2 separate regions of the Arabidopsis thaliana genome follow, and region 1 is linked to region 2. The links are chromatin contacts, called in public targeted proximity ligation maps. All regions are on one chromosome and are shown on one strand. The core of a region is the stretch at or near the end of the contact, and the rest is flanking DNA. Distances in the headings are between cores, read along the strand shown. Region 1 holds the start of ROP2 (RHO-related protein from plants 2). Region 2 holds the start of APS2 (Pseudouridine synthase/archaeosine transglycosylase-like family protein).

What was found.
Region 1: a contact with region 2 is called in a targeted proximity ligation map of shoot, with 10 read pairs. A contact is called at or near these places in 1 of 26 Hi-C or Micro-C datasets (vegetative nucleus) and 1 of 2 datasets of targeted methods (shoot).

The regions. Positions count from the first base shown.
Region 1 is chr1:6,964,277-6,969,985 of TAIR10.1, reverse strand. It overlaps ROP2 (RHO-related protein from plants 2), which reads right to left and starts at 3,144. Exons shown (of 7, transcript NM_101863.4): 1 at 2,668-3,144; 2 at 2,282-2,369; 3 at 2,087-2,196; 4 at 1,942-2,005; 5 at 1,729-1,793; 6 at 1,581-1,646; 7 at 977-1,481. The coding sequence starts at 2,763. The coding sequence ends at 1,383. It overlaps SYTB (Calcium-dependent lipid-binding (CaLB domain) family protein), which reads right to left. Exons shown (of 14, transcript NM_001332437.1): 11 at 5,509-5,709; 12 at 5,299-5,424; 13 at 5,066-5,205; 14 at 4,543-4,815. The coding sequence ends at 5,074. AT1G20100 (DNA ligase-like protein) reads left to right here. Exons shown (of 3, transcript NM_101864.3): 2 at 1-77; 3 at 167-961. The coding sequence ends at 672.
Region 2 is chr1:6,914,009-6,919,991 of TAIR10.1, reverse strand. APS2 (Pseudouridine synthase/archaeosine transglycosylase-like family protein) reads left to right here and starts at 3,169. Exons shown (of 5, transcript NM_101847.4): 1 at 3,169-3,876; 2 at 3,962-4,367; 3 at 4,459-4,719; 4 at 4,823-4,909; 5 at 5,023-5,474. The coding sequence starts at 3,335. The coding sequence ends at 5,157. AT1G19930 (Galactose oxidase/kelch repeat superfamily protein) reads right to left here and starts at 2,972. Exons shown (of 2, transcript NM_101848.1): 1 at 2,447-2,972; 2 at 1,854-2,362. The coding sequence starts at 2,972. The coding sequence ends at 1,854. It overlaps AVA-P2 (ATPase, F0/V0 complex, subunit C protein), which reads right to left. Exons shown (of 3, transcript NM_101846.4): 3 at 5,398-5,802. The coding sequence ends at 5,670. It overlaps GH9B5 (glycosyl hydrolase 9B5), which reads left to right. Exons shown (of 7, transcript NM_001332419.1): 3 at 1-271; 4 at 344-778; 5 at 865-1,003; 6 at 1,084-1,250; 7 at 1,340-1,822. The coding sequence ends at 1,669.

The sequences.
Region 1 (5,709 bases), core at 1,895-4,394, 50 kb before region 2:
TTTGTCTGATGGTAGCCAGAACAGTAAGAAGAGAAGAAGGGAAACTTCTCCTGCTGTTGTTGAGAGTCAAATCAAAGGTTTGTGCTTTGTTTCTTCCCGGATTAGATGAATATCTTTATTGTGTTTGAATACATATACTGAAACAGAGACGTTTAATCATTTGCAGCTACACCTGTAGCTGGTAAACCACTACGGATTCGTATTGTTTTCAAGAAACCGAAAGAAGCTGAAGCTGTACCTCAAGAGGATCCTGTTTGTTCCACTTCAGGGACTCAGAGACCTAGCGAATTACCAAGTTCTGTCTCTCTTCCAAGTATCTGTGATCATGATGTGGCTGTACCCTCAACTTCTCTTGAGAGTGGCAAGGTAGCAATTATTTCCGAATCAAAGAAGAGAAAGAAACATAAGCCTAGCAAAGAATCCCGGTACAATTCATTGTTTGATGAATTAGTTCCTCCCTGTATTTCCTTGGAGGAAGATGATAGCAGCAGCGATGACTGGCTTTTTGGAACAAGTCGGAAAGAAAATGTTTCTTCTGCCAAGTCTTCTTATAAGACTGATGAAGACACGATCATGAGCTTGCAGACGTCAAGAGATTGTTCCTCTTTGCCTAGAGCTATGTTATTGTCTGAAGTTGGAATTTTTTCATTACCATATACTGTCCCGTTTTAGGTCCCATATTGTTTTGTTCTTTCTCAGCTTAGCCTTAGGCCTTAGCTTTGTACAGTTATCATTGTAACAATCACAGTGATCTATGATACTTGAACGATCTCTGTATTTTTGACACTAATCAAAAATCATGGTTTCCACTTACTAAACTATCGTCTACATGATTTTTGTCAACTGGAAGTTTTTGGTTGAATTGATCAATGCGATTGCAAAAGCTGGCTACTTTTAAATAAGCAATTTCTTGCAAGAAGTTGACTGGTTTAGCCGTTCCCCAGTTTAACTTCTTGCTTAGGCAGCTGGAGAAAGATCTCTTTAAGCATGATGCTTGGTAAGATCACATGAATATACATCTTGTGGGAAAGAAGCAGAAAACAAGAGCTCTTAAAAACAAAATAAACGTTGCAAATATTAATTAGATTCATTTGTTAATACAAAATGATCCTCAAGAACAAAAGAGAAGAGAGACAGAGATTAGTCTACATAGCAAGAGTACAACACACGGTCTCTTAGTCTGTGGACTCGAAAGATTCACCAGCAAAGAGTAAAAGACACAACAACAACAAAGCTCGTTTTAGCAACTATACAAAAAAGCTACTAGAAATGTCTCCCTTCACGTCGAAATTATCATATTAAAATGGGCCGAATCAAATAGTTGAAATCATCTTCTGCTTCTTTCTTTAGTTGGTTTTACCTAGTCTTAGAGGTTTTTCTTATCACAAGAACGCGCAACGGTTCTTATTCTTTTTCTTCTTCTTCTGCTTTGGTGGCTGAAGCACCACTTTTATAGCTGCATCAAACACTGCCTTCACGTTCTGCAGAAACACCAAAAGGAAAGAAATAAAGCTCACCCTCTTGATAAGATCAAATATTGCAAACAGTGAGGAACAGGACAAGCGATTTGTTATGTATACCTGCTGTGTCTTTGAACTACATTCAATGTAGACAGCAGATCCAATCAGTTTCTTCAGTTCCTCTCCCTGCATCATTCAAAACAACATCAGACAATTCTATTAAGAACTGGCAATCATTGCAAGACTATTCGTTTAAAAGGATATGTACCTGGTTTGTAGTAATTGGCACAGCACCAGGATGATCTATAAAGAATTGCTTGTCATCTCGAAGATCTGCAGCAAATACCAGTGACTTAACAATCAAATTTTGCAAGAAAACTTAACAACTTCGTTGGTGTCACAAGGCTTGTAGGAACGTAACCACAGATCTTTCAGTCAAAAAAATAGCATGATCAGTTCAATAGGGAAAGTGTGTGATTACCGAGTTTTGTCCCAACAAGGATAATGGGAACACCAGGAGCATAATGCCTGAGCTCAGGAATCCACTGAGAGAGGAGGAACGAAATCAAATAAGATCACTCATCAACACAAACTGTATAGGATTTATCAGCAAAAGAGAGACAAACCTTCTTGGCTATATTCTCATAGCTAGCCTTGCTAATAAGAGAGAAAGCAAGAATGAAAACATCAGCACCACGGTAACTCAAAGGTCGTAACCTGTTGTAGTCCTCTTGACCTGTTAACAAACCCCACAAACACAAACTAAGTCAAAAACAACCGAAACAAAAGGAAAATCCCAAACGGTGAAACGAAAGAATTACCAGCAGTATCCCACAATCCAAGATTGACAGTGTTGCCATCAACAACCACATTAGCACTGAAGTTGTCGAAAACAGTTGGCACATAATCCTGAAACACCAATCACAAGTCACAGATTTACACCTTATAATCAAAATCATCCTTTATAAAAAGCAAAAACAAAACACAGTAGCTTCAAGATCAATACTTTGGCCTAGATTCTCAAAGTCTTAAAACAAAAAAAGTTGTAACGAAATTGATCAATTTCTAGTATACAGCTCCATGACCTAAAATCTACACCTGAATCCAATTTGCAAAAACCTTGCAGATCACTAATCTACTCTTGCAACGAGCTCAACAAAAAAATAAGAAACCGAAGAGATATTGAAATAGGAGAGGAAAGATTTACAGTAGGAAAAGTATTGCTAGTGTAAGAAATGAGCATGCAAGTTTTTCCGACGGCACCATCTCCGACGGTCACACACTTTATAAACCTTGACGCCATCTCTGCCGCAAGATCGGAAACAAACAAAAAAGCCCTTAAAATCAATCCTCTTTTGTGGTTGCTTCTTCCTCAAAACCTCGACATTTCTAGCTCGCCAATCAAATTCGAGCTCTAAAAGCTTGTGAATCTGAGAATCACCCAAATTCGAAAAAGAATCGAAGAGAGAAGGAAAAGAAGAAGAAGAAGGTTGATTTGGCGGTTGATAGATGACTTTGAGAGGAGCCTATAGGAGGAGGGGACTAGTAGAAAAACAACAACTCTGAGACAGCTAAGAGAACAGCACCAAACACCTCCTTATCATATACACTCACTCCCCTTTTATTTATATTATACTTTTTATTTTCACCTCTATTTTTCTTTTTTCAAAATTTTGAAAGTCTCTTTTCTTTTATGTCACGGATTTTGAATTTTGAAATGGAGAAGATCTGTCAGTTTTTTTTAAACAACAAGAAAAATACAATTGTCATGAATGTTTTTGTATTATCTCTTTGGTTTCTCAACAGTTTTTAAATGTTTTTAATAATATATTTCGTTTAACACTTTTTTATTGTGATACATATTTTCATTGTTGTTTTGAGTTAAAATTGTCTCTTAAATTTGGACTAAATCATTGACATGAAGCCTAGAGAAATCTTAGTAAGGTAATATTTTGAACTATCATATATTGTCTGAACAATGCAAGTTTCAAAATCCTAGTGTGTTGTGTCTTTGGACTTGCACTGCCACTTTGATTCTTACTGGCATGAGACTTATCCAGTTTTGAGCAGTTTTCCATAACATTCTTTTTGTTCACAACTTTATTAAAACATAGCTAACGAAGTTTTGATTATCAATATTAGCAGTAAACGAAGTCGCTTATCTGTCTAATCCTCTTGGTACCTACCAAAACAAGATAAGAATTCCATAGAAGTTTATCATTTCACCAAAACAACAACTAAAAGTTGTTATCTTACTTAGTTTAACCATGTATCGATTATTTTACAAATAGTAATTGGTAAAATATTATACCGTCTCAAAACTATAGATTTTCTTCAAATAAAAACTTTCTTTAGCTAGCGAATTTGAATCCGCATATCCAGTTATAAGACTCCCATTCACAACATCTTCTACAACTGCCAGTTCTCTCGTATGTAATGTATCAAGGGAGGTAAATTCAAATGATCTAAGATAGACTTTATAGTATAGCAAAAAAAAAAAAAAAATGGCATACGAGAGAGACTTAAGCAAAATACGAAGAGGCATGAATGAAATCTTTAATCATTGGATTTGGCAACTCTCACTCATCAAGAACGTGCCGGCACGATTCATAAATGTCTTATTTATGATGTTTTTACTTATTTTCTCTTTTCGATTCCCCTCGGATTACGAAACATAGGCGACTAGAGTCCAATGGGACGTGCCCAACTCTAACTAAATCAATCCACTAACGATCCACCACGTCACTGATTGTCCCATCACCTAATCATAATCACACCAGACGGTAGCTTCTTATAATTATTTGTCAAACTTGATGAATTAGTAGCTAATTGCCATCATGTGTTATTTTCAACTTTTTCATTCCATAAGACTATATATATATATATATATTGCTGACCAAAAAAGAAATTGCTTATATTGATTATATGCTTACTGAGTTTAATAATGAAAATTAGAAATGTAATAAAGTTATCCACAAATATTTATCAAATGACCGTGATAAATCGTACAAAATTATGTGTTAATTTAACCACTCATAATTTTTTTAATAAACATTTATCATGTGGATTTGGATTTAAATAATCACATTCAATGATAGTAGCACAAACCACTAAATTGTACACGAAAAGTATGAATTAACCAAATCATGATATCAAAGAAGTTAAGCTTAGTAGCTTACCAACTATTCAGTATTCACCAACCAGTGACCAATCTCTCTTTATTAACTAACTTCACTTCTTTTCTGTTCAAAAATCTTTTTTCCTTTTTGATAGAATAATTCAATTACTGACCAGAATTCTCTAAGAAATAGATGAAAAAGACAATCCATAATCACTATTGCCATAATCCAATAAGCTGCAAAATAATTCAGAAACGACAAAAAAAACTATCAGAAAATGTCACAAGAAATAAACCAAAAGGTCCAAACAATAAAATCCATATGAACTATAAGGCTTATACGTGGCCCATTATACTGTGTAACCCATTATTCTTCGAATCGAGCCATAGCAACCAACATGCAACAAATATAGAAGTTTTACGTACATAGGAAGGAAGGCAAACAAAAAGTGTTGTTTCGTGAACCCTAAGAGAAGAAAACACGAACCTTTGAAGTCAAGAAGAATTTCTCCACTGAAGCTCAATCTGAATACGACCATTCTTGGAATCAATCAGATGATACTTATCGTTGATTCTCCGATTACTCACAACATCCCCAAGATTTATCACCACGTAACCAAGAGTTTCCTGATCAAATCATATATCAAAATGTTAGTTTTTGCTTTCTCAGAGATACGATTTTGATGCAATCTTTAAAGAGAGATCTGATTTTGTTTCTACCTTGGGATGAATTAGTCTTGAAGAAGAACTTATGACTTCAACGTGTAGCTTATCGTTTATGGGAGGCTCATCTAATGGGAACTGAAAATCTTCATCCCATCTCGGTTCTCTGTTTTTCTTCACACGCTACAAAATCAAACCAAAATGTGTAAAATTTGATGTCCTCTCATATGTTTCCATTTTGAGTTTTAAGAGAAGTTTTATATATACCTTTGTCTTACGCTCTTCTCCTCTGAATAGCAAACGAACAGAAGGATTAGTGTGATATTTGCCTTCTAGATCTTCAGCTTCGTGAACTATCACCACAAGCAAGCCACCAGTAGAAGGTGTGCCTTCTGGTGCTTTCTCTACTGCATTTGGATCATCAATGTTCTCTGGAATATCATCATCCTTAAAAGGTTTATATTCGAC
Region 2 (5,983 bases), core at 1,920-4,419:
AAACAACGAGATATCATGGAGAGGAGATTCAGGTCTTAAAGATGGAAGCGAAGCAAGTATCGATCTTTCGAAAGGTTTGTACGATGCTGGAGATCACATGAAGTTTGGTTTCCCAATGGCTTTCACTGCTACAGTTCTCTCATGGTCCATTCTTGAATACGGTGATCAAATGGCTTCTCTGAACTTACTGGATCATGCTAAAGACTCTCTCAAATGGACTACTGATTTTCTCATCAATGCTCATCCTTCTCCAAATGTCCTCTATATTCAGGTACACGGTAGTGATCAAACACACAAATCTTTCATAAGTTCTCAAGTTATATTACTGACTTTAACATTGTAGGTGGGAGATCCAGTGACGGATCATAAATGTTGGGATAGACCAGAAACAATGACTAGAAAGAGAACTCTTACTAAGATTGATACAAAGACTCCAGGGACTGAGGTTGCTGCAGAGACAGCAGCAGCTATGGCTGCAGCATCTTTAGTCTTTAAAGAAAGTGATACCAAGTATTCAAGCACGCTTTTGAAACATGCGAAGCAGTTGTTCGATTTTGCGGATAATAACAGAGGATCTTACAGTGTTAATATACCTGAGGTTCAGTCTTATTATAACTCAACTGGTTATGGAGATGAGCTTCTTTGGGCAGCTTCATGGTTGTACCATGCAACAGAGGATCAAACATATCTTGACTTTGTGTCGGAAAATGGTGAAGAGTTTGGTAATTTTGGAAGTCCATCATGGTTTAGTTGGGACAACAAGCTTCCAGGAACACATGTATAAAGAACAAGACACTTCTTTACAAATCATGATTCATGTTTGTTTGATTATAACATTTTGTGACTTATCTAATACATTTGCAGATACTATTATCAAGATTAACCTTTTTCAAAAAAGGGTTATCAGGAAGCAAAGGACTTCAAGGTTTTAAAGAAACAGCAGAAGCTGTCATGTGTGGGCTTATACCAAGCTCACCAACTGCTACATCTAGTAGAACCGATGGTACTTTCCTTACATCTCACGTTACACCATTCACTGAATCATTGTTAATTATCTCATTTGATTTTGTTTTGATATTAAAGGTGGTCTAATATGGGTAAGTGAATGGAATGCCCTGCAACACCCTGTGTCCTCTGCATTTCTAGCTACACTCTACAGTGACTATATGCTCACCTCTGGTGTTAAGGAACTATCTTGCAGTGACCAATCCTTTAAACCTTCAGATCTCAGAAAATTCGCTAGATCTCAGGTCCATATGCATATTAATTTGGTTTCTTATTTTTCCTCTTAATTAAACGTATAATACTGTAACTTGATATATGCATATATAATGTGCAGGCTGATTACATGTTAGGGAAAAATCCGGAGAAAATGAGCTATTTGGTGGGATATGGTGAGAAATATCCAGAATTTGTGCATCATAGAGGAGCTTCAATACCAGCTGATGCAACCACAGGATGCAAAGATGGGTTTAAGTGGCTTAACTCGGATGAACCAAATCCGAATGTAGCTTATGGAGCACTTGTTGGTGGACCGTTTTTGAATGACACGTTTATAGACGCAAGGAACAATTCTATGCAAAATGAGCCAAGCACTTATAACAGTGCTCTTGTTGTTGGTCTTTTGTCGAGTTTGGTTACTACTTCTTCCTCGGTAGAATCTTTTTAAATGAGATTTTTATTAATTAGAATCACACACCTTATTCGCTTGGTCATTCTATTAATGTATGAACCTGCTTTCATGTATATGGTTTTGTATTGCATATAGTAATATATGTTAGATGTGCTAGAAAGTTTCCACATGTATCATACTAAAGATTCACCACATTCAAGTGTATCTCTTATGCCATTCATCAAACGTTGACAGCAACAACATACTCACATACATAGGCCATAGGAACTTGATGCGGAAGCACTGCATCAGACCACTCGACATTCCCCCAAATCTCTTCATTATTGCGTCTTTCAAGAGCAATAATCGCACACCAAATCATCCTATTCTGATTGCCACAACCAGTAAACTTGTCCCAAAAAAGTGCCATTTTCCCACCATAATCTGCCAACCTAACATTGGCATAACGAGCAAACCTAGGTAGTGTTTTCAAACCATTCAAAGTTCTCCAGGATCTTACCTTAGTGTCATACCATTTGATATTTTCATTGTGATAATAATAGTAAATCACGTTCTCTATCACACAAGATGAAGACCATTTCAGACCCAAATTCATCTCTGATCCTAAACTATCCCATCTACCATCATTGGGGTTGTAAGCCACACCCTTATACCCACCACAACTGTGTAGCTTTCCATCAACCACTACGTTATCAGTTTGATCACCACAGCCATGAAACGTCAACCTACCTGCACGGCTCAACACAGGCTCCGAAGTTTCGGTTTATAGATCGAAAACCTCCATCCAGTTTGATGGATTGTAGTGTTTATAACAGCCTCCTGTTACGTATATCTTTCCATCAAGTAAACTGGCTGATGGGTACTCCCGCTCCACCTGCATGCTTGGACCTTCGAGCCACGTGTGAGACCAGCAGTCTAGGATTGAGACACTAGATGACTGGGATTGGGAGATGGATCCGCCAATGTTATAGATATTAGAACCAACCGCCACGAGACTTGACCTGTGCAAAGGAGGAGAATGTGGAATTGGTATTGTTGCCAAAACATACCCACTTGACTTCCTAGTGTCACTGGCTAGGATAGGTCTCCGACAAAGCTTGAACCAGCTAGGGATACGGTCAGCACGAGAGGACAGTAAGCACACATAAAGACAATTCTCGGTAAGACCTACTAGTGACCGGGTCTGGTAAAGCTCCGGTAAAGTAAGGACCGAGCTGAAACGCTTGGAGACTAAGGAGAGAATTGGATAATCCAACCTCGAGACACGGGCTAAGATGTTCACTAACAAATCATTTGGAAGTGAAAAAATCAATTCTGTTGGCACCTTATTCTTCTTCATTGGTGGCTCAAAAACTTTAGGGTTTTGAATTGAACTTTCCCAAGTTACCTTTCTTCCACGAAAAGTTGTACAAATATCGATTGATGGGCCGAATCAAATGATTAAACCTTAATGGTCCCTAAGGGCCCATCTTGAGAAAAACAAAGGGTGAAAAAGACATTTCACAGAAAAGGCAATAATAATCACATCCACAAACAAAAAAGTTCCTGCAACTAAAAAAGCAAAGGAGCCAAAAGTGGAATAACGTGTGGATCTTCTTCTTCCTCCTCCAACATGTTCCTCCTAATCTCACCTTCACTGTTCACTCTCTACTCTCCACTTCTCTCGCTTTTGTCCCAAAGTAGCTATCTTCAACAAGATTCATGTCTCTTATGATCAGATCCTCTTACGTTTCTCACATCACTCTCTTCCAACCTAGAAACTCAAAACCATCCTCTTTCACCAACCAAATCTCCTTCCTTTCCTCTTCTAATAACAACCCTTTTCTCAATTTGGTCTATAAACGAAACCTAACAATGCAATCTGTTTCGAAAATGACTGTTAAGAGCTCGTTGATTGATCCCGACGGTGGTGAATTGGTGGAATTGATTGTACCGGAAACTGAGATTGGAGTGAAGAAAGCTGAATCAGAGACGATGCCTAAAGTGAAGCTGAATCAGATTGATCTTGAGTGGGTTCATGTGATTAGTGAAGGTTGGGCTAGTCCTTTAAAAGGGTTCATGAGAGAAGATGAGTATTTGCAAAGTTTGCATTTTAATTCTCTTAGGTTAAAAAATGGGACTTTTGTGAACATGTCTCTTCCTATTGTTCTTGCTATTGATGATGATACTAAGGAACAGATCGGATCATCTGAGAATGTTGCTCTTGTTTGCCCTCAAGGAGATATCATTGGTTCTCTCCGAAGGTATATGTGTATAAAAATTTGAACTTTGTTAGGTGCTTTATATGTAATGTTGTTGATTTGTGTAGTCTTTGTTTGTAATTTGTAGTGTGGAGATTTACAAACACAATAAGGAAGAAAGGATAGCTAGAACTTGGGGAACTACTTCTCCAGGATTGCCTTATGTGGAAGAATATATTACTCCATCTGGAAACTGGCTGATTGGTGGTGATTTAGAAGTTTTTGAACCGATTAAGTATAACGATGGGCTTGATCATTACAGGCTCTCTCCTAAACAGCTTAGGGAAGAGTTTGATAATCGTCAAGCAGATGCTGTTTTTGCGTTTCAGTTAAGGAATCCTGTGCACAATGGACATGCTCTGTTGATGAATGATACACGGAAAAGGCTTTTGGAAATGGGGTACAAGAACCCTGTTCTCTTGCTTCATCCTTTAGGAGGTTTCACTAAAGCTGATGATGTTCCTCTTGATGTTAGAATGGAACAACATAGCAAGGTGCATATTTGCTGTTGTTTCCGAGTTCGTTTTCCTCATAAAGAATTTGTTGTAAAGAGAGATTATGATTTGATTTGCTTATGATGTGTAGGTTCTAGAAGATGGAGTTCTTGACCCGAAGACTACTATTGTCTCGATCTTTCCGTCACCGATGCACTATGCTGGTCCAACTGAAGTTCAATGGCACGCCAAGGCAAGGATTAACGCTGGTGCTAATTTCTACATTGTAGGTCGTGATCCTGCAGGAATGGGCCACCCTACTGAGAAGAGAGATCTATATGATCCTGATCATGGAAAGAGAGTCTTAAGCATGGCCCCTGGACTTGAGAAACTCAATATTCTTCCATTTAGGGTAACACAAATCGATTCTGACTGCAAAACCAAAGTTTCTTGATTATTTGATTATCGGAATATGCTGCTTCAATTCCCAATCATGTGTTCTTTGTATCTTTCAGGTTGCAGCTTACGATACAATCGAGAAGAAGATGGCGTTTTTCGATCCTTCTCGTGCAAAAGAGTTTCTTTTCATTTCTGGAACAAAGGTAAGAGACAGTTTTGAGACTTAAGATTCTTATTGAAGGCTCCAAGTTTCGAGGTTCTGCTTATGTGCGATTACACCTGAGTTTTTATTCGGTGTTTTTTGTTGTGCTTACAGATGCGAACTTATGCAAGAACAGGGGAGAATCCTCCAGATGGATTTATGTGTCCGAGTGGATGGAATGTTCTTGTCAAATACTATGAGAGCTTGCAAGAGAGCGAAGCAAAACAACAAGCCGTTGTTTCAGCCTAAAGAATCCAGTTGCATCTCTTTCAGAATTGAAACTCCTTAGTGATCTATATGAGGCTTTTGTTTCACCTTTCATTGTTTTGTTTAAATTACTACCCTTGGATCCATGTTTTTGTCTCATGGAAAAAACTCAGATGTTTCGAAACTCTGAAACCAAATAATGTTCTGATTGACGAGAGAAGTTTGTTAATAATGTCAGGTACACTATTCAAATCTTTTTACCATACATCCAAAATCATGATTCAACAACACAATACTCAAATCATTGCTTCTGAGAAGTTACAAAGGCTACAGAATCATTGAATCGTCATATTTTATTACTTATTGATGTATCCATATATAGTGTGCAAATGAAAAAGAAAAGAAATGGGTTTTGAAACAAAAGTCAAATAAATTTCACCCATGTTGCTTGTTTTCATGAGAAACTCAAAAACATACCACAAAAGAAAACAGAGTAAAATATACCAAAACATTACAAGGACTGTAGCCGATAAGAGAGAGAGATACTCTGGATTTCACTCGGCTCTAGACTGACCAGCTCGAGAAGAGAGGATGATACCAACAATGAGACCGTACAGGGCAAGTGCTTCAGCAAAGATGAGAATCAGAATCATTCCCACAAACAACTTAGGTTGTTGTGCATTCGCTCTGCAACACAAAAACACACACCAGAATTACAAACACATAACACCTTTCAAAACTCGAGTTCCATACAAAAACTTACAACAATATCAGGAGCTGCGACTATCATATAATCGTAATCTCACATACAGCAACAACAACTAACACCAAAGTAAGAGACTTTAACATAGCAAATCAACAACGGTAT